7 separate regions of the Mus musculus genome follow, and regions 1, 2, 3, 5, 6 and 7 are each linked to region 4. The links are chromatin contacts, called in public Hi-C and HiChIP or PLAC-seq maps. All regions are on one chromosome and are shown on one strand. The core of a region is the stretch at or near the end of the contact, and the rest is flanking DNA. Distances in the headings are between cores, read along the strand shown.

What was found. A called contact is a pair of places that touch in the nucleus more often than the background predicts. HiChIP or PLAC-seq counts read pairs in DNA pulled down with a chosen protein or histone mark.
Region 1: an H3K4me3 HiChIP or PLAC-seq map of forebrain shows a contact between it and region 4, with 13 times the contacts expected there. The contact joins the enhancer-like site here to the promoter of Cdh4 in region 4. A contact is called at or near these places in 7 of 115 datasets of contacts at active chromatin or transcription factors (SST interneurons, VIP interneurons, embryonic forebrain and 4 more) and 2 of 9 other capture datasets (adipose tissue and pancreatic islet).
Region 2: an H3K4me3 HiChIP or PLAC-seq map of forebrain shows a contact between it and region 4, with 5 times the contacts expected there. The contact joins the enhancer-like site here to the promoter of Cdh4 in region 4. A contact is called at or near these places in 1 of 39 promoter capture datasets (the 3T3-L1 cell line), 6 of 115 datasets of contacts at active chromatin or transcription factors (VIP interneurons, embryonic forebrain, embryonic hindbrain and 2 more) and 1 of 9 other capture datasets (liver).
Region 3: an H3K4me3 HiChIP or PLAC-seq map of embryonic basal ganglia shows a contact between it and region 4, with 7 times the contacts expected there. The contact joins the enhancer-like site here to the promoter of Cdh4 in region 4. A contact is called at or near these places in 1 of 39 promoter capture datasets (hippocampal neurons), 1 of 484 Hi-C or Micro-C datasets (cortical neurons) and 10 of 115 datasets of contacts at active chromatin or transcription factors (craniofacial prominence, embryonic basal ganglia, embryonic forebrain and 7 more).
Region 5: a Hi-C map of cerebral cortex shows a contact between it and region 4, with 2.1 times the contacts expected there. The contact joins the enhancer-like site here to the promoter of Cdh4 in region 4. A contact is called at or near these places in 2 of 39 promoter capture datasets (embryonic stem cells and hippocampal neurons), 8 of 484 Hi-C or Micro-C datasets (cerebellar granule neurons, cerebellum, cerebral cortex and 2 more), 10 of 115 datasets of contacts at active chromatin or transcription factors (craniofacial prominence, embryonic basal ganglia, embryonic forebrain and 7 more) and 1 of 9 other capture datasets (pancreatic islet).
Region 6: a contact with region 4 is called in a Hi-C map of cerebellar granule neurons, with 2.6 times the contacts expected there. The contact joins the enhancer-like site here to the promoter of Cdh4 in region 4. A contact is called at or near these places in 1 of 39 promoter capture datasets (hippocampal neurons), 5 of 484 Hi-C or Micro-C datasets (cerebellar granule neurons, cerebellum, cerebral cortex and 1 more) and 7 of 115 datasets of contacts at active chromatin or transcription factors (SST interneurons, embryonic forebrain, embryonic hindbrain and 4 more).
Region 7: a contact with region 4 is called in an H3K4me3 HiChIP or PLAC-seq map of embryonic forebrain, with 5 times the contacts expected there. The contact joins the enhancer-like site here to the promoter of Cdh4 in region 4. A contact is called at or near these places in 1 of 39 promoter capture datasets (hippocampal neurons), 6 of 115 datasets of contacts at active chromatin or transcription factors (embryonic forebrain, embryonic hindbrain, embryonic stem cells and 2 more) and 2 of 9 other capture datasets (adipose tissue and liver).

The regions. Positions count from the first base shown.
Region 1 is chr2:178,726,868-178,730,115 of GRCm38.p6, reverse strand. No RefSeq gene overlaps it. Among named protein-coding and RNA genes, the nearest start is that of Gm35815, 48 kb to the right of the region's middle. Within about 2 kb of position 1,480, at least 32 of the 459 cell types and tissues checked have an H3K27ac peak or open chromatin away from gene starts, as enhancers often do.
Region 2 is chr2:178,697,383-178,700,582 of GRCm38.p6, reverse strand. No RefSeq gene overlaps it. Among named protein-coding and RNA genes, the nearest start is that of Gm35815, 18 kb to the right of the region's middle. Within about 2 kb of position 1,717, at least 48 of the 459 cell types and tissues checked have an H3K27ac peak or open chromatin away from gene starts, as enhancers often do. A contact at or near this core is called in forebrain, where this site is marked.
Region 3 is chr2:178,520,773-178,524,020 of GRCm38.p6, reverse strand. No RefSeq gene overlaps it. Among named protein-coding and RNA genes, the nearest start is that of Gm35582, 20 kb to the right of the region's middle. Within about 2 kb of position 1,385, at least 5 of the 459 cell types and tissues checked have an H3K27ac peak or open chromatin away from gene starts, as enhancers often do. A contact at or near this core is called in embryonic basal ganglia, where this site is marked.
Region 4 is chr2:179,440,623-179,443,916 of GRCm38.p6, reverse strand. It overlaps Cdh4 (cadherin 4), which reads right to left and starts at 1,486. Exons shown (of 16, transcript NM_009867.3): 1 at 1,239-1,486. The coding sequence starts at 1,295.
Region 5 is chr2:178,504,864-178,507,821 of GRCm38.p6, reverse strand. No RefSeq gene overlaps it. Among named protein-coding and RNA genes, the nearest start is that of Gm35582, 4.3 kb to the right of the region's middle. Within about 2 kb of position 1,626, at least 108 of the 459 cell types and tissues checked have an H3K27ac peak or open chromatin away from gene starts, as enhancers often do. A contact at or near this core is called in cerebral cortex, where this site is marked.
Region 6 is chr2:178,767,532-178,770,849 of GRCm38.p6, reverse strand. No RefSeq gene overlaps it. Among named protein-coding and RNA genes, the nearest start is that of Gm35888, 81 kb to the left of the region's middle. Within about 2 kb of position 1,574, at least 1 of the 459 cell types and tissues checked has an H3K27ac peak or open chromatin away from gene starts, as enhancers often do. A contact at or near this core is called in cerebellar granule neurons, where this site is marked.
Region 7 is chr2:178,592,969-178,596,232 of GRCm38.p6, reverse strand. No RefSeq gene overlaps it. Among named protein-coding and RNA genes, the nearest start is that of Gm40031, 40 kb to the left of the region's middle. Within about 2 kb of position 1,277, at least 28 of the 459 cell types and tissues checked have an H3K27ac peak or open chromatin away from gene starts, as enhancers often do. A contact at or near this core is called in embryonic forebrain and embryonic stem cells, where this site is marked.

The DNA of each region.
Region 1 (3,248 bases), core at 231-2,730, 710 kb after region 4:
TAAAGCTAGACTGCATTTCCACCTCACGTTGTCCTCTCTTTTCCTGGTCTACCCAGATATGAGGGATCCCAGCCACATCTTCATGACCTTCTCAACATATACCATGACCTTCTCCACACACTCCATGACCTTCTCCACACACTCTATGACCTTCTCCACACACTCCATGACATTCTCCACACGACACCATGGCCTTTCCACACACTCCATGACCTCCATAATCAACCACTATAAATTCCTCCACTTTTTGGCTTCCATTTCGGACCTCAAATCATGAGCTAGGTGTCAGGCAGATCTGTGATGCCAAACTTCCAGATGGGTACAGGACATTTGCTTTCTACTCTTTAAAAATTCAGATTATCTGTGTGTTCCTGGGTGCCATGAAAGAGGGAACGGCAGTAGGTGGGGAACTCTCTGGGCATTTTATAGTCACTGTTCCAAAGATGCAGAGCCTGCCATGAGATGAATGGCCCAGCAGAGCCTCCCTTACCATCATCTCCCAGAGAGGAGCAACCACTAAGAACAGGCCTTAGACTCAAGGAAGCTAGGGAGGGGTTGGAGACTGAGGAGACTTTCTCAGAAGGAAGGGACACAAGACTGAGTACTAATTGGCTCAGTGGAATGGTAGAGAGCTACCAACCACAGAAGCCTGTAAGGTGGGGACATGAGCAGACACTTTGTGAGATTCCTGTGAAAGAAGGCAGAATCCCTACACAGGTCAGATGAGAGAGCAACAGAGACTCTGTGGAAGGGAATCCCCATGGAGATGGAGGTCCCAGCCCACCACAGCAGTGGTGTGGGTTGGCTACAGGCATCTTACTCAGCCTTCAGGGTTCTCACATACCACTAGGGAGACAGTTGGAGTCCATGCATGAGGGTAGAGCAGGCTTTAACCCTGTGTGTTGAGCACATGTCTCAATGATAAGGAGACTCGAATGTGACAGTAGGCATCCCTCATGGGTGAAACACAAACCCTGTATCTCCGTGTGACAGCTTAGACAATCCCCCATCTGACAAACGGGGACCTTGACAATTGGGGCACTAATAAATGTGCCCAGGTAGCACAGAGAACCGCCACGGACACCGTGCTCCCAAGTTTAGATTCTAAACAGCTCACTGCAGAATTCCCCTTCCCTGTGTTTTCCTTAATAAAGCCTGCAGGCTCAGCCCAGGGTACAGGGTGGGGACTGGGTCTCAGCCTCTGAGTAACTCGTTCCCATCGGGTGTGTCATTAATCTTGTCTGGTGGGCAGGCTTGTCTCCATTTTCAGATGTTGAATAAATAAATACACACAGAAGCCTGATAAAGACATCATCTGCGAGCTTCGGAGTGGCTCTGAAATGATTCTCGAGCCGGAGATGGTAGGAGACACCAAAAAAGTCAGCAGAAAGCTCCAGGCTTGAGCCTTTGATCTCTGCTGGGCTCAGATCATGCTCCCCCCAACCCCCACGCCTAGGTTTAACCAGCACCGGAAGGATTAACACAGAGCTCAGAGCTCCCGCCCGCACCATTCCCCGTGAATGCATTTGAGGCTGCCTGCACCACACGGGGCAGTGAACTACACCGAGGCTCATTACTTTTCCCCCTCACTATAGAGGGAATATTTAACTATCTTTTTTTTTCAGCATGGGGTACTTCGTCTCTTGAATAATAATTTGCCAGGAAAATAAGGGCAGAGGGGGGAAAGAATCTGTTGAGTTTTCATGTTTTACTTTTAATAGATTTTCTTAAAGCAGCAACAAATCCAAAAACTTGACCTCCAACAGTCTAGCCTTTTGGGTCAGAAGGCCTCAGTTTGAGCCATTGGACGGACACAACCCCAGTTTAACATCCTTAAGTAAGAATTGCTTCCTTGGGATTTGCAGCCCCGTGTTCCTGTTGCTAGGATGCACTGCACAGGTCTCTGCGTCCATATGGGGCAGGCGCATAGGGAATAGGGCTCAGGGCCCGTGAGATTAATAAACCACACTGCCCTCCTCCAGCACAGCACAGCAGGGTGGGAGGAGACATCCTGAGGGCTACAGGAGATGGTGGGAGGAGGAGGTCTCAGCAAGCTTCACTGCTATGCAACTCACCCCTTTGCAAACCTGAGCCTCTGTTGCTTTGCCTCTGTAAACAAACGCACAGCAAGGACTCTGGAGCACCAGCCACCCATCCAGATCCAGGGGCTGCTGAAGGCCTATGCCAAGCTTCCCAGCTTCAAGGGCAGCCAGACCCCCGGGGTTGTTTGAGCTCTGTCCCAAGGATTATTTACTTGTTCCATAGACACTGGCACCCTTAACCTGGGCTTCCATTGAGCTGTCTCACCATTTGCCCCTAAGGACATGAGCTCTCTCTGTCTCCAGCCATCATCCCTCACCCCGCCTCCTGTGCCACACCTGCCCTCGTACCTAGTAGCAACCTTGTTGCAGGATAGTTGATCACATTGTGAACACAGACATTGTATTGTTTACTGGGAAAACATGTTTCTAGTTGGAGTGTGGCTCACCCTTAGCTGAGGCAGGGGGTACATTAGTTTGAGGCTTGTCTGAGATACAGAGTTCAAGACTAGCCTGGACAATATAGTAGACATTAACTCAAAAAATAAAATAGCCAAAGGGACATAGGGATGACCATAAATCATATCCAAAATCCTGAGTTCCATCTTCAGTACTTAAATAAATAAGTAGATAAATAAATAAATAAATAAATAAATAAACTAACAAACAAACTCAGTAGGGAAACCTTGGTGTAGTGATTTGAATATACTTGGCCCAGGGAGTGGCACTATTAGGAGGTGTGGCCTTGTTGGAGGAAGTGTGTCACTGTGGGAGTGGGCAATGACCCACTCAGCCTAACCATATGGGAGCCAGTCTTCTCCTAGCAGCCTTCAAATGAAGATGTAGACCTCTCAGTTCCTTCTGCATCATGCCAGGCTGGATGCTGCTATGTTCCTGCCTTGATGATAATGGACTGAACCTCTGAACCTGTAAGCCAGCCCCCAATTAAATGTTGTCCTTGTAAGAGTTGCCTTGGCCATGGTGTCTGTTCACAGCACACACTTGGTTACACAATCCATGCTTAGTTTTCTACTGAAGTCAGGAGAAAAAGCAAGAACTCTCCCTGTCCAATAGCACTGCATGCCTTGGCTCACTGTCCATTGCTTCCCCTCTGATCTCACTGCTTGTCTACAATGGCCTCTATCCTTCCTGTTCAGCTTGGCTGTATTCTCTTCATCTCATGACCTTTACACATGTCCCCCTTGCCTG
Region 2 (3,200 bases), core at 468-2,967, 740 kb after region 4:
CATCCCTACTTCTCAGTTGCCTTTGGGTCACCCACGCTCCTCTAACCCCAACAGCTCGCTGGTCTGCCAAGTTCAACCTGGCCCTGAATCGAATCCATCCTGAACCAGAGGAAAACATCTGTAATATGCCAGAGATCCTTAGTACCCCAGCTCTTGCCCTACACACGGCACATGCAGAAAGACCTGGATTGCCACGTGTTGACACTCTTGGGTCCCAATCTATTCATTCAGGGCAAGAAGTGTGTAATGATGGGGTCTCCTAAGGCACCTTCTGAAACCCAAAGGACCCCAGTGGAGATACTCAACCTTTCTGGGATGACCACTAGGCAAGCCCAAACCAGTCAAAGCCACTGGGAGATAGGTCATTTGTCTGCACCCTGAAGAACTAGCTTCAGGTACTGTGGAGACATTGAGACTCCTGTAGAATTCTTTCTAAGTTTCTATGCTCCCCAGAAATTCCAATATGTCTGTTGTAAATGAAAGGATGGGATGACATAGACAGTTTGCATTCTTGAAAAACATAAGGGAGAGGGGGATATAGTGATATAGCTCAATGGATGTCTTGGTTATTTTTCTAATGCCACAAAGAAACATGACAAAGACAACTTACAAAAGAAAAAAAATGTTGGAGTGCATATTTCTATAGGGTTATAATCCATAGTCATCATGGCAGGGAGCATAGCAGGCAGGCAGGCAAGCATGGCGCTGGCACAGCAGGCAGGCAGGCAGGCAGGCAGGCAGGCAGGCATGGTGCTGGTGCAGTAACTGTGAGACTACATCCAGATCCATAAGCACAATGCAGAAAGTGAGAGAGCTAACTAGGAAAGGCACAGGATTTTGAAATCTGAAAGTCCACCCTTAGTGACACACTTTCTTCAAGGCCACACCTCCAATCCTTCACAAACTGGACAGGACATTCAAGTGTATGAGCCGAAGGGAGCTGTTCTCATTGAAACCACCACAGTAGGTAACGTGGCTGCTGTAACAAGCTTGATAAACTGAGTTGGGATTCTGAAGCCAAACATAAAACCAAGTGAGATGGTACAGTTCCGGCGCTGGGTCAGGGAACAGAGATAGGTCATCATTAGCTGCTCTAACCAATCAGTGAGCTCCAAGTTTCACTGTCATCAGGTCTAACCAATCGGTGAGCTCCAGGTTCAACAAGGGACCCAGTCTAAAGAGTATGGTGGAGATCTATAGAGGGAGATGATTCAAGTCAATGCCTGGCTCCACGGACACAGACACACATTAAAAAAGACAAGAGGGCAGGAGGGACAGAGATAGGGGCTAGCTGGAATTTAGTCTCTCACCACTCTCAGGATAACCCTGGCTCTCTCCCGGCTCTGCTTTGCTTTGATTAACTTTCCCAAGATACCTATGTGAAAGCAGCCCATTCTGGGCCTGCACATGGCCCTCGTTTTCCGAAAGAGACCGTGGCATTGGCTCCACTATCTATGTCTGTTCCCTAACTGTGGCTCCTTGAAGGGAGCCTTCAGGCACGTCCACCAAGCAGCACCCTGAGATTTGCTTCAGTTTCCATTTTGTCACTGAAATTTCTGCCTTGAAGTAGAACTGAGCTGTTTACTTCAGAGAAGCAACTCGGTACCGAGTTAATTACGGAAGAGAAGAAAACAGAGGACGCCTGGCCACTCTCCAGGCTATTTATTCCAAGACACATCCAGGCGCCTGGAACCAAGCAAGGGAGGCTGGGACACAGGCTCCTTCCAACAAGAGAAGGAGGAGCGAGGAGGGCCAGGAGGACTGCCAGCTCTCTCCACTCTTGTTAGACAGACTCGAGGAGAGGGTGGAGGGAAGGCAGGGAAGGCGGGCTGCCCTGTCCTGCTCTCATCATTACGATTCTGTACAGTTTCCCGTTCGTTTGTTCCTTCCCGCTTCACACTCCGGGAACTGCAGGGACAGAGGAAGCTGGCTGCTGGTTCTCAGTATAATTGGACTTGGTTTCGGGTATGTACAATCCTTTCCCCAGCTGCAGGAGATTTATCTCAAGGCAACTACACTCTGGCGACACAATCAGAAGCTTTGTAAATATATTTTTTACTAGGTGGACCAGTGTATTTTTGAAGGGCTTAATAACCCCAAATCTGGACAATCGAAGGACACACACAGTGGCCTGCGTGTGCTTCCTCCCATTTCTTCTGGATAGCATGGCTATTTTAAGAAGCCCAGAGCTATTCACATCACAAAAGTTGCCATCCTCAGTTGAGTTCCTCACCAATTTGCAAGCAATCATTTCAGTAGATGGACTTAATTGTTCATATTTGCCATAAATATGGGATGGCAAAGATATCAGTGAACAAAAGCTATCTGTGCTTATGTAGAGTGCCTGCCCCACTGCCATACATCATTGTGAGGAGACTGCAGGCCCAGGGCATGTGAAGGATCATCCTATAGATCTGGCCTGGGAGGAGCTTAAACAAGCTACCGATCCCCCATGCTAGCCCAGGACCTGCTCACAACACACATTAGGTCAATGCATATCAATTGATTGGAATCATCACTCAGCAACCATGAGTCCCAACCTTTAGTGCTAGTACAGAGGAGATATGAGAAAGCCTTCAAAGGCAGACTGAGTCTGCTTTGAAAAGGCATGAAGAAACCTGGATCTTGCCTCCTGGCCATGACTCAGCATTGAATGAGTCTTCTTATTCATCTAGATCTGAAGGTATGTGTCTTAGTCAGGGTTTCTATTCCTGCACAAACATCACGACCAAGAAGCAAGTTGGGGAGGAAAGGGTTTATTCAGCTTACACTTCCACACTGCTGTTCATCACCAAAGGAAGTCAGGACTGGAACTCAAACAGGTCAGGAAGCAGGAGCTGATGCAGAGGCCATGGAGGGATGTTCTTTACTGGCTTGCTTCCCCTGGCTTGCTTAGCCTGCTCTCTTATAGAACCAAGACCACCAGTCCAGAGATGGTCCCACCTACAAGGGGCCTTTCCCCCTTGATCACTAATTGAGAAAATGCCTTACAGTTGTATCTCATGGAGGCATTTCCTCAACTGAAGCTCCTTTCTCTGTGATAACTCCAGCTGTGTCAAGTTGGCACAAAACTAGCCAGTACACCATGGAAGGATGTTACTTACTGTCTTGCTTCCCCAGCTTGCTAAGCTTGCTCTCTTATAGAACCCAGGACTACCAGCCCAGGGATGGCACCACCCACAAAGGGCCCTGCCAACCTT
Region 3 (3,248 bases), core at 136-2,635, 920 kb after region 4:
ATCAATAAACTATTCAATTTTAATCTATAGTTCATGGACTAATTCACTATATGGAAATTACTAAATTCATTGTGATGTCAAGTTATATGATAAAATTGAAATGATTGATGACCATAAATATATTGTGGAACACAGTTCCATATACAAACAGTCCTTACTGATCTCTTTGGCGTTTTTAATTTGTTTTTTATTTTTTTTCTTTATTCATTTTACATCATGCTCACTGTCCCCACTTCTGGTCACCTCATCCACAATCTTTCCCCCTCCCTTTCTCCTGTGAGTGGGTGGGAGCCCCTGGGTATCCCCCCACCCTGGCACATCAAGTCTCTGTGTGGCTAGGCTCATCCTCTCCCATTGAGGCTAGCCAAAGCAGCCCAGCTAGAAGAACATATCCCACATACAGGAAACAGCTTTAGGGATAGCGCCTGCTCCAGTTGTTTGGGATCCACATGAAGACCAAGCTGCACATGTGCCACGTATGTATAGGGAGCCTAGGTTCCGCCCATGTATGTTCTTTTGTTGGTGGTTCAGACTCTGAGAGCCTCAAGGGTCCAGGTTAGTTGACTCTGTGGGTCTTTCTGTGGAGTCGCTATCCTCTTTCGGGCTCTTAGTCCTCCCCCCCAACCCTCCCAAGCTCCACCCCCTGTTTGGCTGTGGGTGTCTGCATCTGTCTGAGTCAGCTGCTGGGTGTAGCCTCTCAGAGGACAGCCATGCTAGACTCCGTCTACAAGCACAACAGAGAACCATTAATAGTGCCAGGTCTCAATCTGAGCCAGTTATTGGTTGGCAGTTCCCTCAGCCTCTGCTCTATCCCCTGTCCCTGCATTTCTCGTAGACAGGATAAATTTTGGGTCAACAATTTTGGGGGTAGGTTGCTGTACCTATTGCTCAACTGTGGCTTGTGCATGGCTACAGGAGTTGGCCTCTTCAGGTTCCATATCCCCAATGCTGTGAGTCACCCCTATTGATTCTTGGGCACCTCCCTTATCCAGGTCTCTGTCATATTCTGGATATGCCCTCCACCTCCCCGCCCCCATCAGCTACAGATTGCCACTCATTCTTTTGGCCATCTGGCCATCTCTCCTGTCCCTCTTCCACACATGATCCTGACCCCACCCATTCCCCTTTTCTATCCCCTCTCTGACCCAGCTCCCTCCCTCCATCTGCCTCTTATGATTATTGTATTCCCCCTTCTAAGTGAGATCCAAGTTTCCTCTTGAGAGCTTTTCTGTTTCCCAAGGCTCCTGCATCTTCCCTCTCCCCTCTTCACAAGGAGGAAGTGTTCTCTTCTGAAACTCCGAGTCTGGAGGCCAGACACAGCAGGGACCAAACATTTGGTCCTAACTAGCTATTAGCATTTCATTTTCCAACATGGCTGAAATGCCTCGCACTCCCTTTGCAGCAGGTGGGCAGGGCTTCCAGGGCTTCCACTGCCTGAGAGCCAGGCTTGCCAGAATCCTATTTTCTGGAGTCTTCAAGGCACAGATCACTCCTGTACCACTGATAGAAGCAACTCCACTAAGGCAAGAAAGACAAAAGACTCTTGACTGTTCTTAGGATGTCAAGGCAAACCAGATGCCAGCGCCTGACAGGTCCCAGGAAAAGATAATTAGAGAAGAGGTTTATGCAAATGTCTGAGTACATTGCTGGCAGCTAGAAGCCAATTCACACGGAGATGGATGATGAGGAGTCCAAACTCACATGCTTAAGAGCTCCAGTCTGGGATCTAAAAACACCTTCACAGCATTCATGGGAGGAGAAAAGGAGAGACATGCCATTAAGTCTTTTTTATAGGCAATAAAGACATTTAATAAAAATTTAATATCCACTTCTGATGCTTGCAAATGGGTGGTTACCTCCTTACAGGATTTTAAAAAAAATACACATTTCCATCCAAAAATTACCTTCATAATTAATTGTAAAAATACTAGAGGCGTCCCATTAGAAACAGTTTAAGGGAGCTCCTTGCCACCACTGTAAAATAAAGCACGGAGGGAAGCAATTAGACAAGAGTATAAAAGCTGCTGAGAATATGGGAAGAGATGGAACAATCATAATTTATAGATAATAAGGTTGTATTCCCAGAGAAAACCAGAATAACAAAAAAATATTAAAACAATAAATACACAGAAGTATAATCAGTTTTAAGTAATACGCGACAATCAGTGGCTTTCTCATACATAAAATATAAGAAGTTGGGAAATACATAGTTTTGGAAATCATTCCCGATAGATCAAGTCCCAAAACACCTGGAAATAAGTTGAACAATAAAACTCAGGACGTGTATGAAGCCAAATCCACAGGCTGGGCAGATGGCTCAGTGGGTAGAGTGTTTGTTGGGCAAGCGTGAAGATCTGAGTTCGAATCCCAGGACACACACACAAACACACACACACACACACAAATAAACCAATGCAATTTAAATAACTTTTAATTTAGGCGAGGAATAAACTGCTGATCAGGGCCAAGAAAATTCTTTGATCGGTGGTTGTGAGGAACTTGTCTTGCCCAACATTAAAAATGCATTAGTTGGTGACAGTTCAGTAAAGCAGTATGGTTTGATAAAATAATCAAAACATAGCTCAGAGGAAAAGAAATCATGCTGGCTCGGACTAGTCCCCAGACAGAGATTTTAGTGTACCATACAGTGGGCATTCCTAGTTAGTATGCTCTTGCTATGAGCTGTCTAAAAATATAAAGTTGGATGCAAATCCATTTCTCACCACATAGTGAATATCTAAAGATTTACACAAAGAGAAAAAGCATGAAAACCAGTAAAAGAAGAATATCTACACTGTTACCCTGTGAGATCCTCTGGCCATTTGAGCACGCTGGATTCAGAAGGCACAAAAGCAGAGCTATAGACACAGCAATATAAAATTCACCATCGACCGTCTTTAAATGCTATTCAGAGAGTCAAAAACAACAATTTCATACTTCCATCACAGAGAACTAATACCTTCAATATACAAAAAAAAAGCTTTTATAAATCGATGATAAGATAATATGTCATTGAAGTGAACGGTGAAGGTTCTGAACAGCCATTTCGCCAAAGACAGAACGTGAAAGACAACGGCCATCTTCCAACAGAAGATCCATCAAATATCTCAAAACTGGGTACTTTCTTCCTGACCAACTGGCTAAAAATTAACAAGACAGAGTCAAGCGCGTGGACACGGGTGATGCTTTCTTGGGAGTTTGGCCCAGGTGGCCCATCTTCTGCTAGAACCAGAAGGAGGTAGCAGGCA
Region 4 (3,294 bases), core at 237-2,736:
TCAGGAGAGCAGAAAAGACCAGAAGCCTCTAACAGACCAGAAGGGTTTTCTGTTCCTCTGGAGTCTGCATCTTTAGAGAAAGGAAGGCAATGGGCAAGGGGTTCCACCCAAGCTGCCAGGAACCAAGGGAGATAGCATGTGTCCCCACTAATCCACTCCGCTAAGGAGAAGAAGGCGCACCAGGCTCCGGATCCCTGGTGAGCAAGCTCCGGGAGCCGGGGGCGCAGCCAGCACCCTGCAGTCTCAGCTTCGCGGGCCGCCAGAGCGGAACGCGCCTCCCTGCCGGCCGAGTCCTCCAGCTGCGCGCAACAGCTCCGCCCGGGTTCCGCTGGGAGGCCACCCGCAGCCTGCAGCCTGTAGCTCGGGCTCGAGTACCCGGCCCCGGAGGCTAGGAAAGGGAGGGCTGGGTCGGGGATCTTCCCCCGGCCAAGCTCAGAATGACATCTGGTTCTTGGGGATCGCAGCTCTGAAATGCTCTTGCAGCCCGCGGGAGACAAAAGTCGGCCGGGAAAGTTTCTGTCCCCCCGGGGCGTGTTCCCCGCGCAAGGCGATGGTCCGGTGGCCTCGGAGCAGCCGGTCGCCAACCCTGGTTCATCGCAGAGAATACCTCGGCGTGGCAGCGAGCAGGCCACCGGACCGATCGGCCACGAGAGGGGGTTCAGGCCACTCGGTCTCCGCCCAGGGTCGCTGCGGGAGCTGCCGCTGAGCCGTTCCGAAGACCCGCAGCGAGCTGGAGTTAACCGAGGGAGCCGGCTGGAGACCGCGCAGAGACTGTGCGGAAACAGCGAGTGTGTCCAGCTCCAGTCCCCGGGCTCAGTGCCTCGCGCTCCCGCTGCGCCCTCCTCCCGATCCCTCTCTAAGTCGGGAGGACCTGCTAGACCCCGCGGCTACAACCCGCGCCCCTTAGTCGCCTCCGCCTCCCACTGCAGCCGAGCTCCGCGGCACCCACGGGACCCGGGAGAGCGCCCCGCGCAGCCGACCCGACCCGGCGCGCGGCTGGAACTCGGGATGCGCGACTGCCGGGCGGCGGAGGCGAGTACTACACTACGGAGGGCGGCCCCGGAGCGCAGATCGGGCAACGAGATGGCACCTAGGGTCCCGCCCGCTCAGCTCCGCGGCTCCTCGCTCCGATAGCGAGCGGCTTCGCGCAGCGCGGGCGGCGGTTTGAGAAGACCGGGAGACACCAGCTAGCCCCACGGGTTCCCAGATCGCCTGCGATCGGAGAGGCGGCAACTTACCCGGAGCGCGCCCGAGAGCCCGAGCAGCAGCAGCGGCAGCACAGAGCCTGTGGTCATCGTCCCCGCCGCGCCGCCCCGGCGCTCGCCCGGTGCCCGGCTTCCCTCGCCGCGGCGATGCTCCGCCCGCGCCCGCCCTGCTTTTCCCCGCACTTGCCGCCCGGGCTCCGGGAGCCAGGCCAAGTGGGCCGGCGGCGCGCTCCCTCCGGCCGGTGCGTCCGCCGGCCTCGCAGCCGCCCGCGCCTCTGTTCCGCGCGCTCGGAACTGCAGGTGAAGCTGAGCGGCGGCCTCGCCGAGGCCCCGCCCCTCCGGCCGGGCCTGACGCGGGCCTTAAAGGAGCCGCTCCCGCGCCCACTCGCTCAGCCGCTTGGCCTGGTTGCTCGCTGGCAGGGCGGCCTCAGTCCCGTGGGACAACTAGAGGCCTGTATGAGCAGACGAAGCCAGGGAGACTGGGTTTCTAGGAGCAAAGACGGTGTGAACCAAAGAAGACTGTGTAGTCTCTGCCCAGCAAGTTAGATGTCCTTTGTAGATTGTGGGACCCCTGCTTGTGATCACACCGTGATGTTAGGTCAACTTCTTTTCAGAGCCCACAGTGAAGAGTGGACACTTCCTTCATCCCTGTGTCATCTAAGTCTCCGGACACAGGCCTTTGTGATGGCCTCCAGCCCTCTGAACAGCTCAGGGATCGGAAGAGAGGGAGAGGGGAGGGGTCACTCTCCAGCTGGGCTGGCTCGGCTGACCCCTTATAGTGTGGGCCTGGCTCTGGCTATCCTCCAAGGTTTGGGAGGATTCCTACCCATTCCTCTGTGTGTGCCAAAATGTAGTTAGGTCTTCTGTATAGGCAAGGAAGAAATCAGAGGCCGCGGAAGGAAGGAAGGGACTCCAGCGGGCAGAGCTGTCAGGCACGTCAGCTCCCTGGGCAGGCCAGCTCCATTTGCTTCGCATGGGCAATTTCCAACCCTGACTGCAGGCATTTCTTTAAGCATCGTATCGCTCTCGCGGAAAAATAAGGGCAGCTTGGACTGTGAGTGAAGGCTTCCCCATCCCTCCCTTGGCTAAGCAATGTACAGAAAAGTGGAGTGTCTGCTCAGATGTTTTTCAAATGTTCTTTGTCTCTCTTCTGAGAAAATCTGTGTCCAGAATACAATAGTTCTGGTTTGAGAAGAGTGAATTAAGTTGCCCCAAGGTCATAGTTAACTTGGACAGAGAGACCTTTTCTTCCTTGCCCCCCCTCCCCCCACTATGGTGGATGACACCCTAGGTCTCCTGACTAGTACTCGAGCCATGGGAAATCAGGGTAACCCAGGGTGCATAGTGGGCTCTGTCCAGAGGTATGAGACTGGGTTTAGCTTGGACCACCAAGTATCTGAACACCAAGCCTGTGCCAACCTGGCCCTATGCCACAGACTGTCCCAGTATTGGCCTGCTAAGGAATGAGAGAGGCTACTAACTTAGCATGGCTGGCTGGGCAGTCTTCAGACTCTTCTATGTCCTTCCCTGGGGAGACAAAGAAACATTCACTCTTGATAGAGAGGTACCCAGACCAAAGCAAGACTTGAGTACAGCTTGGCGAGTCGGTGAGCTTACTGGGGAGGTGAGAAGGAATATGGAGACCTGGAGGAGACAGCTACCCTGTAGATTCAGACACACTGTACAGTCAGGGGGAGATGGCAGCAAATCCTTTTGGAGAGTTCTGTTCTGCTTCTAGGGCACATGTCCCTTAAGGAGATGCCTCCCTCCTGAACATACTTCATCCTGCCCACATCAGCTCCTTCGCTCTTCTTGTATTGAGATGCCTCCGTGGGGGCCACTCTGTGTTCTTAGCCCAGACCTAAGGCAACAGTAAGTCACCTGAAAGAGCCCCTCCTCTCTCCAGCTTAGGTTCTGAGAAGACAGCCATGTCAACTTGAGGGACAAGCCATGGATCTGAGGAAGCAGGTGCCTCCTCAGCACACCTCACCCTTGCCTACAGTTATCTATCTGAGAGTTTTGGCCCTCCAGACAAGCACTGTGACTTCCTGATAGAGCTTACTATCCTAGCATTAACCAGCCCTACTGT
Region 5 (2,958 bases), core at 377-2,876, 940 kb after region 4:
AAATGGTGCAGCCCACACTGGGTAGGTCTTCCCACATTAATTAATGTAACCAAGACGATCCCCCACAGACATGCTCACAGACCAGCCTGACCAAGACAATTCCTCTTTGGGACTCTTTTCCCTGATGATTCTAGGATGTATCAAGTTGACAAAGCTAATCTTCACAAAGCTCCAGACAGAATTTCTCTAAGCACCTGGGCAGGGCCAGGCTCGGTTCCTGGCTTGCTTCTGCCATCTGCTGGTCACTGGTTGAATTGCACTGGAGAAGCTTACCACCACTCCTCTGCCTTTTCTTTCTAGGAAAGACTCACTATCCTCTCTGTCTACAACAGGGTCCATCTGGCTGACCTGTCAATCAACATGAAGTGGAATAGACTCTAAACTCTACTCATGTGCAGTAGAGATATTTATAACTTGGCTCAAAGTCTTAAGATTTTCCCATATTTTGTATCTATTAACTGAAATTACACTCAATATTAAACCCATGAGTCTGGATGATTTAGACACAGAAAGTTTGAGTACAATTTCCAAAAAAATCACACAGCTACAGAGTGATGCAGCTCACCTTTGAGCCTCTGCAACGGGAAATTTCGGGGCGTACTTTACCCATAACCTCACAACTGGCACAGGGCCCTAGTCATCTCAGCCTGAGACTCCACCAGACAGATAGAAGACACTTCAGCAAATCATCTTTGAGCACTAGCAACCATTCTGCCATTCAGAGCTTCCATCTTTCACACCCAGGAGGTTGTGGCTTGGTTCTTCTGGGGCCTCCCCAAGCCATCAGAGGATAGTGGAGGAAGCATATAGGCCGGGGTGGAGATCTGATGCCTCGGGACCCTCTGACTGAGCTGTCTCTAAGCCTCAATTCCCCTTCTCATATGTGTACCAGGGGAAAGCTCCCAACACTGTTTGATACAAACTCTCATCACCATCTTACTCAAGGCTCTGAAGAAGCCCTGCAAGAGACAAATCCACTTCCCTTCCTCAGCCCAACCGACCCCAGGACTGTAGAGCCACCATGGGCCTCACAGTTCCATCTTCAAATTGCAGGGCTGTCACCATCCAGGCTTTCCTGCAAATGTAACAACTGACCCACCAAGAACAGGGTCTATCCCGAACCTAAGGAGCTCCAGATCCCACACATCTGTGGCTCTGGCTTTGAGGCCTTCCAACACCTGTCTCCCGGGCCTGGGATCCAGCGCTTCCCATCTGGATTCCAGAGTCAGCCTCATGGACCATAAGCAATTAGTCTGAGGCAGAGAAGACAGTTTTTAATAATTCTGTCATTATCCTCCATTTTCAGCACCAGCAGACACGAAAACTCCATTTCCCGTTTCTTTTTTTTTTTAAAGGTATCAAATGGCTTCTGCATCACATTGCAATGTCGACATCAGTCCGGTTGTTTGTAGAGCAGACTCGTGCTTTCACGGCCTGAAGAAACTTGACCCCACGGTGTCAGTGTGGGGTCACTGCAGAGCCTAGTTTGACTCGGTGGCGCTGGGTGCTGAGGTCCACTTCCATTACACAAGACATAGGGTGCAGCAATGCTGTGTAGCTGACAGTCGGATGTGAACGAAGCCCACAGCTTCCTGCTGGGTCAGCGTGACGGTGAGGAAACCACCCACCATCCTCCCCAGACACAGAGTGATCTGGAGGAAGTGAGCCATGGAGGGGTGGCTGGTGGAGGACCTCACGACAGAGCCAGATCAGCAGGCAGGAGGAGAGTATAAGGTTCAAGACAGGAAAGCCATTGATAAGCCAGGACGTAGCAGAGTCCACATATGGGAGATGGAGACACTGGGCTCTAACCACATTAATTTCAACAGCCAAGGTAAACAGCTGGATGGGGCTTAGAATGATCGGTCCACTGCAAGCACACACTCCCATGAGACCCCTGTGTGGCCGAGGCACACCCTTTAAGTACCATTCTCACCCTATAAATGAGAAGTCCTGGACACAGAGAAGTTGAGTAACCTGTTCAAAGTCACACAGCAAGGAAAAAGCTCTGGGGATTGAGTCCAGAGCAGGGCAAACAGGTCCCTGCTCTTGGGTGTCTGTGGACACAGACTTTAAAGGTAAGTCTGGGTTATACCTCTTGACCAGGGCTGTCACCAGAAGCAGCAGCCTTGAAGATGAGGAGTGTGATCTTGTCTTGTTGGTCACAGAGCCCGTCAACAAGAGGACAGACTCTGCAGGGTCAAACGGGTGCATACAGCTTTCACATATATTACCATGATGCCGGGGTTCCATTGGGTCCCTGCCCAGGGCTGTCAGCCACCTCAGCAGCTACTGTAGCAGGATGAATGACCCCACATGCAGGCAGAGCACTGACCCCACATTCTACACCTGGTTCAGTATGTGGCATAGAACTGAGGGTCTCTTACACACAAGACAAGCACCAATTCCCAGCACCTACACGGTGGCTCACCACCACTTGTAACTCCAGTCACAGGGATCTGACAGCCTCTTTAGGCCTCTACAGGAACCAGACATAGAGATAGCCATGGTGGTTCACAGACATACATACAGGCAAAACACATGAAAATTATCTTTTTTTAAAACAGTGAGATAGTTTCTCACTAAGTGACTCAGCTTGGCCTTGAACTTGTAATCCTCCTTCCTCAACCTTCCAAGTAGCTTGCACCACCATAATATAGTTTTGTTGTTGTTGTTGTTGTTGTTATTGTTGTTGTTGTTTTGTTTTGTTTAATGGAAACTTGTCCACAATGGTTCATTAGCAAAATACTTCTGAAGAGAGGAGCGGACACCAAGCAGACTTTCTACTGTTGATCCCAGAGAGAAGCCAGAGAAGCCACAGGGGACAGACTCCTAAGTCTTCCACAGCCTGCAGACTAGTGTGTGATGGGTGTGGGATGCTGTGGTACATGCACAATGATTCTGGCATGCCTGAGCAAGTCTGAGTCTCGTATAACTTTCTAGAAGGTTCTGATGATG
Region 6 (3,318 bases), core at 325-2,824, 670 kb after region 4:
AGAGCTCAGGCTGTGCCTGCCGTCTCCACAGGGCACGTTCTGGTTCTGTCATTTAGTATTTGGGTCCATGATGATGATAATGAGATGATGATGATGATAGATACCCCTGGTGTTTGGCCAGAGCAGGAGTAAAGAAAGTCCAACTTTATCCTTAACAGATAAAAGTCAACTTATCAGGGGAGAGGCACTCCAGAAGGCCAGCCAAGTCATGGGACAGTACAACTCAAGAAGGATTCAAGCCCAGGCCACCTTTGATCCTTTGACGGCCTCTACATGCTTTGTGTTTATGGAACAACTCAGAATGAATACAGATTCTGTTGGCAACTGAAGGCCAGTATGCGGCACCCCCAGAATAAATGGTTCCTCAGGATACTTACAGATCCACTCTAACCTTTTGATAAACACAAAACCAAAGCAGCCTCCAAAGTCGGATGTGTGAGTGGCCAGTCAGTGAGGTGAACAGACCTCAAACTCACACCTGGGTCTCTCTGACCCTAGTCCTCAGCTCCCATGATTCATGATGCATTGCTTCACCACAGGTTCGGCAAGAAAATCAAGTCTTAAGTTCTTCTCAGTTCTCTCTCTCTCTCTCTCCCTCTTCTTCTCCCTCTCCCTCTCCCCCTCCCTCCTCCCTTCCTCCCTCCCTGTCACACCTTTGTCTTCCAGCCACCCCCTCTCCTCTCCACTGCCTAATTCTAGATCAAGCCTCTAACTCACCTCTGCACAGAGAGACCAGAGAAAATGCTGGGACTATTTGCCTCTTCTGCCCCATGCATGTCCTTACCATGCCCCATGCCCCAGCATCCACCAGTCCCCTTTGTAATACATACCAGACATACTGGGCAGAATCCTGTGCCCAGTGAAGATGGTTAGCCCTTCTTCCTGGAGCCTGTTAGGTCACTCAGCACACACACACACACACACACACACACACAAAAAAAAAAAAGCATTGAAGGTGAGAAGGATTGAAAACCTCCAGTTAGCTCATCTAAGAAGACAGGATCTCTGGGATTATCCAAGTGGGTCCAAGGTACACTGGATCCCAAAGAGCAGAATCAGAGGACTCCACTCAGCACAGCTGGCAGTGGGAGGACTCCCCTCAACACAGCTGGCTTGAAAGGAGGACTCCACTCAGCACAGCTGGCTTTGAAGGAGGAAGACAGGACCTTAAACCAAGCAAGAGATGGCCCCTGGGAGCTGACAGGGCAGAGACAAACCATCCTCTGGACCTTCTAGAAGGAACCATCCCTGCTGACACATTGACTTCATTCCATTTGGCCCAGGTCAGGCTTCTGAACTCCACAGCTGTGAAGGGATACATTCATTGTTTTGAGCCTCTAACTCCGTATAATTTTTCAGAGATGTGATGAGAAACAGCAGATAAACTCACTTCCTCCATTAAACAGTGCCCCATGATGTTCACGGAAACCCCTGATGCTCAGCAGGGCTGGGTGACTTACCTGCCAGATCTACCGCCTCCAGCCCAGCCTGAAGCATCTTCCTCTTCCTGCCCTCGTCACAGGCTGCCTGTGCTTCCGGCCCCTTGCTGCCCCTCAGGCTGAAGCACCTGGCACCTCTCATTCCAGGCTTCTATGAAAATATCTTCTCAGATCTGTGTCCAGACACCACAATCCCCAAAGCAGACTTCTGGGCACATGCCAGACCTGGAAGCCAAGCTCTGCCAACATGCCGGTGATGCTGATGCCCATTTGTGTTGAGCCATGATACTTATTTTCTTATACCTCTGACCCCAGGTCCCATTGCCTCACCAGGGCTTCTTGTAACTGGGTATCTCTCTGTGTCCAAGGGCATCCTAATGACACATGAGCATATGGTCTCATGAGGTATGTCTGCCGAGTCTTGGCTTCGTCTCTGCTGCCCAGAACATGGCCACATTCAGAGAGTTCAGTAAATATTTGTGGAATGAATTACTTCATTTTTTTAAACAATCTGCAGAGAAGGTGGCATGCAGTGAATAAAAAGATCAGAACAGCATGTGCCCACCTTGAGAGCTTACACCACGGGATGAATGGCCCTGCTCAGTCTAGTGGGGTCCATGCTGTGACAGAATGTTGTAGAGGCTTCAATGACTATTCCCTAAATCTGGTGCCACATGGCTCATCTACCCCCAAGAGGGCTGCATGACATCTCCTTAGCTAGCTGTGAGTCACGTGACCTCTCTCCTGATCTGAAGGGAAGCGAGTGAGACCTCTCAAGTCTTGTTCAGGAAGAGAACTGTGCTTGGTGCTAGAACAGAATCTCGCCCCTACAGGGGCCAGGAAGACAAATGATCTGGGTGCCCTTGAGAAGACAGGATTGACAGGAAACCAAGTTTAGATTGTTTCATGTCTGTTTCTGCATCCTAGACAGAAACAGAAAAAAGAAAAGGCAGCCAGCTGTGAACATATGTGAAGAATGGTTGGGAGACAGGAAGGTAGCCAGGGATGGGTGAAGACCTAGCCACTAGGTGGCAAGTTCACATTCTAGCTGAGGTCAGAGGTACTCTTCAGAGGCCTCCTCACAGTCTCTCAAGGGGCTTTGTGACTTGATAGTTCACAGAGGATGCTGCAGGTCCCAGGTGTAGACACAGATACCAGCTCCAGCCCTATGTAAGCACAACTTATCGGTTGTTTTCAACATCCTTGTCAGAGCCACCGTCTCAAAAAGATTTATTTATTTTTATCGTATGAGTATGGGTGTTTTGCCTGATGTGTATATGTGTGCATGTATGTGTGCATGTATGTATGTATGTATGTATGTATACTATTTACATGCAGTGGCTGTGGAAGTCAGAAGAGGGTGTCAGATCCCCAGGGACTGGAGTCAACAGATGGTTGTAACCCACCATGTGGATGTTGAGAAGCAAACCCAGGTCCCCTAGAAGAGAGTTGCAACTGCTCTTACCTACTGATCTGTGTCTGAGATGTCCTTCAGGATACACGTGTCTTTGTGTGCAGTTTGGACCTCATCAGATATGTTTCTTGATTTGGTCTGTAGGAATAATAAACTAGGTCCCAAAGTGAGGGCTTTCTCTCCTCTCTCCCCTTCATCCTCTCTGTCTTATCTCGGGATGAAGCTTTCCTCAGGGCACGGTGAGTCAACCGTCCCCCATAACTTGCCGAAGTACAGGTTGCCCATCTCACCCAGCAGCAGAAGCAGCAGCTATTCAGAGGAGTCCGACACCCTCTGAAGTTCCCTCACCTGTGCGGTATAAATGCCAGGTGTGTAGGTTTAATTGGAAACTGTGTTGTGGGGGCACCGCCTGCTCCAAGAACACAGGCTGGATTGTCTGAGGTCTTTTCTTAGACCAGGGAGTGA
Region 7 (3,264 bases), core at 28-2,527, 850 kb after region 4:
GAGCTACAGAGAAGGAAGCGGCAGTCCCAATGAACTCCAACCGATTTCCAAAATACTTTCCTACAACATAATTACCCAAAACAAACAAACAAACAAACAAATCCTACAGTCACAAGTCATACAAGGTGAGGAGAGTTTACAAAGGACCCATTTGGGGCTCCAGCACCCATGTCTGCTGGGAGGGTACTGTGACCCCACCAGGGTGGGGTGCACCCTGGCTGACAGTAGGACCCTTGCTTAGCTGATCATCCCCTGCACGTTGTCTGTGCAGCACACCCACCTGGGCCCCTGTGGCTGCACTTGGTCCTTAGCATTAATAGACGGGGTCTGTTGGAGAAAACTTTACAATGTTCTCAGTCATCTTCCTATTAGCAGGTGGTTGGTGTTTGGGTCCTTCGACTTTAGAGTAATCACGAATAGCTACTAAATATCGATGTTATCTGGTGAATGGAATGATGGAACAAGTAACACAAACAGGGGGCACACACAGTGTCACACACTCCACAAGCAGAAACACACACCTCATGCATTCACTAGGTGTATGTACATGGAGAGACCACTTCAGAACTATATAGACAATGGCCAGCCACGCACACCGTTGGGAAGAATACATTGTCTAACTGTGTACTGTTTGGCTTTTGTGCGTGTGCTATTCTAAATTTTCCAAGTATAGAGATTAAGTTTTTAATATAAAAATTTGCTCATGCAAGAAGGGTAAGTAGCATGAGTCGGAAGTCATTTGGTTCTGGCTGGGCCTGCGGTCATTATTACAACATTAAATTTTATTCCCCTTCATCTGTGTGGTCCAGCTTGCCCAGTGCTTTGCCAAAGTGCATCTCAGTTACTTCTGACAAGGAAAGAGTGGGAAGCAGCCTTCCACAGCCATTCCGGAGTACAGATATGTGCCATGGCCGCCTGCGACTTCCTGGCTAACCTGGGAAATGGACCCTAGTCAATAATTCAATAACTTCTTTTTGCTAATGACATTCATGGGGAACAGAGGGTTTGCCCAGCCCCTTAGGCCTGGGCTGTTTCTAGTCCCAGTGACCACTACAGAGCCTGGCAAAGCTGGTGCTCAAATGATGAGAGAAAGGAGAAGATAGAGACAGAAGGATTTGGATTTGAGGGTTAATCCTGCAACGACCACCTCCAGAGATCTCTGCAACATAGTGATCCCACCCCCCAACACCCATGCTCAGGGTCTGGGAGGGGCCAGACAGGAAGTAGCTCTGATGCTACCAATCACAGTGCAGCTTCTCTGCTCCCTCCCACTTTAGCCTCCAGGAGCTATAGACAACACCAGAAAGCATGACCAGCCTCCAAATTGAGGTTTGAATTTCTGAGCACTTCCATATGTCACTCTTCTCCCTTTATTCTTTTTCTCCGACTCGTGTTGGGCATTCTTACTGTCCATCCAGAGACTGGGCTGGGCAGATGGTACCTGGATCTGGACCATGGATTGCACACTAACTTTCGGTTGAAATAGGTACAAAAACAAGTTTAAAACACAGCTACTGACGAGAAATGTCCCCCGTTTAAAGTTAAAATACTCTCAGGTACAAAATGAAGAACCCAACCCGGTTTAATCAGGACAAAGATTTATGAATGTCAGACGCAGAGCCACAAAGGCTTAAGGTTCAGATGCGGATCTTAGGCATCTGGGTAACAGCAGGGCTCTTCCTGTTTATCCACCCACACCCTGTTATCGATTCTCCTCTAGCTCGCCAGTCTTTTCAAGGTTATTTGGCCTTCTGCAATTCCTAAATCTAGACACTCCCCTAACTCCCAGAAGTAGTGTCTTCTGACCCTTCCCCCTGCCAGGCCTCCCTGGTCAGACAAGGTTCTCCTTGCTTCCTCCCTTTGGCTCTCATTCAATAGCAGCCAGCCTGTTGCTTAACATTCACGTGCAAGTGCTCCCTCAGCATCCGTTCTCTGGCTACACTGAAGCCTGTGTTGTTCTGCCGCTGGGCTCTTTCTATACAGACCTGCAGCTGGCCTCAGATTGAATTCGAAATCAAGAGCAACAAGATCCACTCCCTAAAGAGGTGTGCACTCTCAAAAGCCCATATGGAAATCAGCTAGTATCCAAGGGCCCCTACATTGTATGCTCACGATGGGAAAGAACACAGTTCTCCATGCCCACAGGTGTCCCCAGCGTCCACCATTCCCGGAAGCAGCACAAGCCGTTAAGTGTTCGGGCTGCAGGTGAGTTTCTGCACACCATGCGAGCAGCTGGCGTGATCATCACAATGACAGTAACAACAGAGATAATGGACATCTGTTATCGCAAGGGTGTAGAAAGCTGTGAGGCTGTGACTATGGATATGGAACGTGGCCAGGACTGTTACATGCTCAAGGCAGAGGTGGAAACAAAGAAACCCAAGTGATCTGACCCCTCTATTTGATGAATTCCCCCAAAGCCCAGACTTATTTCTATTAAATTGTAAATTTAAATTATGTGTGTGCCTGTATACACAAATGTGGAGGCCAGAAGTCAGCACAGAGTCTCCTTTAGTGTCTCTACTAATTTGTCATTTGTTTATTTTTGTGTGTGGATAGATGTGGGTGGGTGAGCAAGCATGTGTGTGTGTGTGTGTGTGTGTGTGTGTGTGTGTGTGTGAGTGTGTGTGGTATATGTGTTTGAATAGATTGTGAGATTATGTGTATGAGTGTGTGTGTGTTTGGGTGGGTGTGTATATGAGTGTGTGGAGAGGTGTGTGTGTGTATGTGTGTGTGTGTGTGAATAGATATATGAGAATGTGTGTGTGAGTGTATATATGTGTGTAGGGGCTAAGTGTGTGTGAGTGTGTATGTATGTATGTGAATAGATGTGTAAGAGTATGTGTATGTATGTGTATAAGTATGTGAGTGTGTGTATGTGTGTATGGTAGTAAATATGTATGTGTGTGGGAGGTGTGGGGGTGGGGTGTGAATACATGTATGAGAGTGTGTATGAGTGTGTGTGGGAGGGTAATTGTGTGTGTGTATATGTTTGTGTGAGTGGGAGGGGTAGGTATGTGTGAGTATGTGTGTGGGTGTGGGTGTATGTGTGAATATATGTGTGAGAGTGTGTGTATTGTGTGAGTATGTAAGTGTGAATAGAGGTATGAGAGTGTATATATGTGTGTGTGTGAGTGTGTGTGTGTGTGTATGTGGGGTGGGGGTATGTATGTGAGTATGTGTGTAAATAGGTGTATGAGAGTGTGTCTGTGTGTGTGTTATGTGTGTATGTGTGTGTGTATGTGTGTATGAGTATGTGAATGT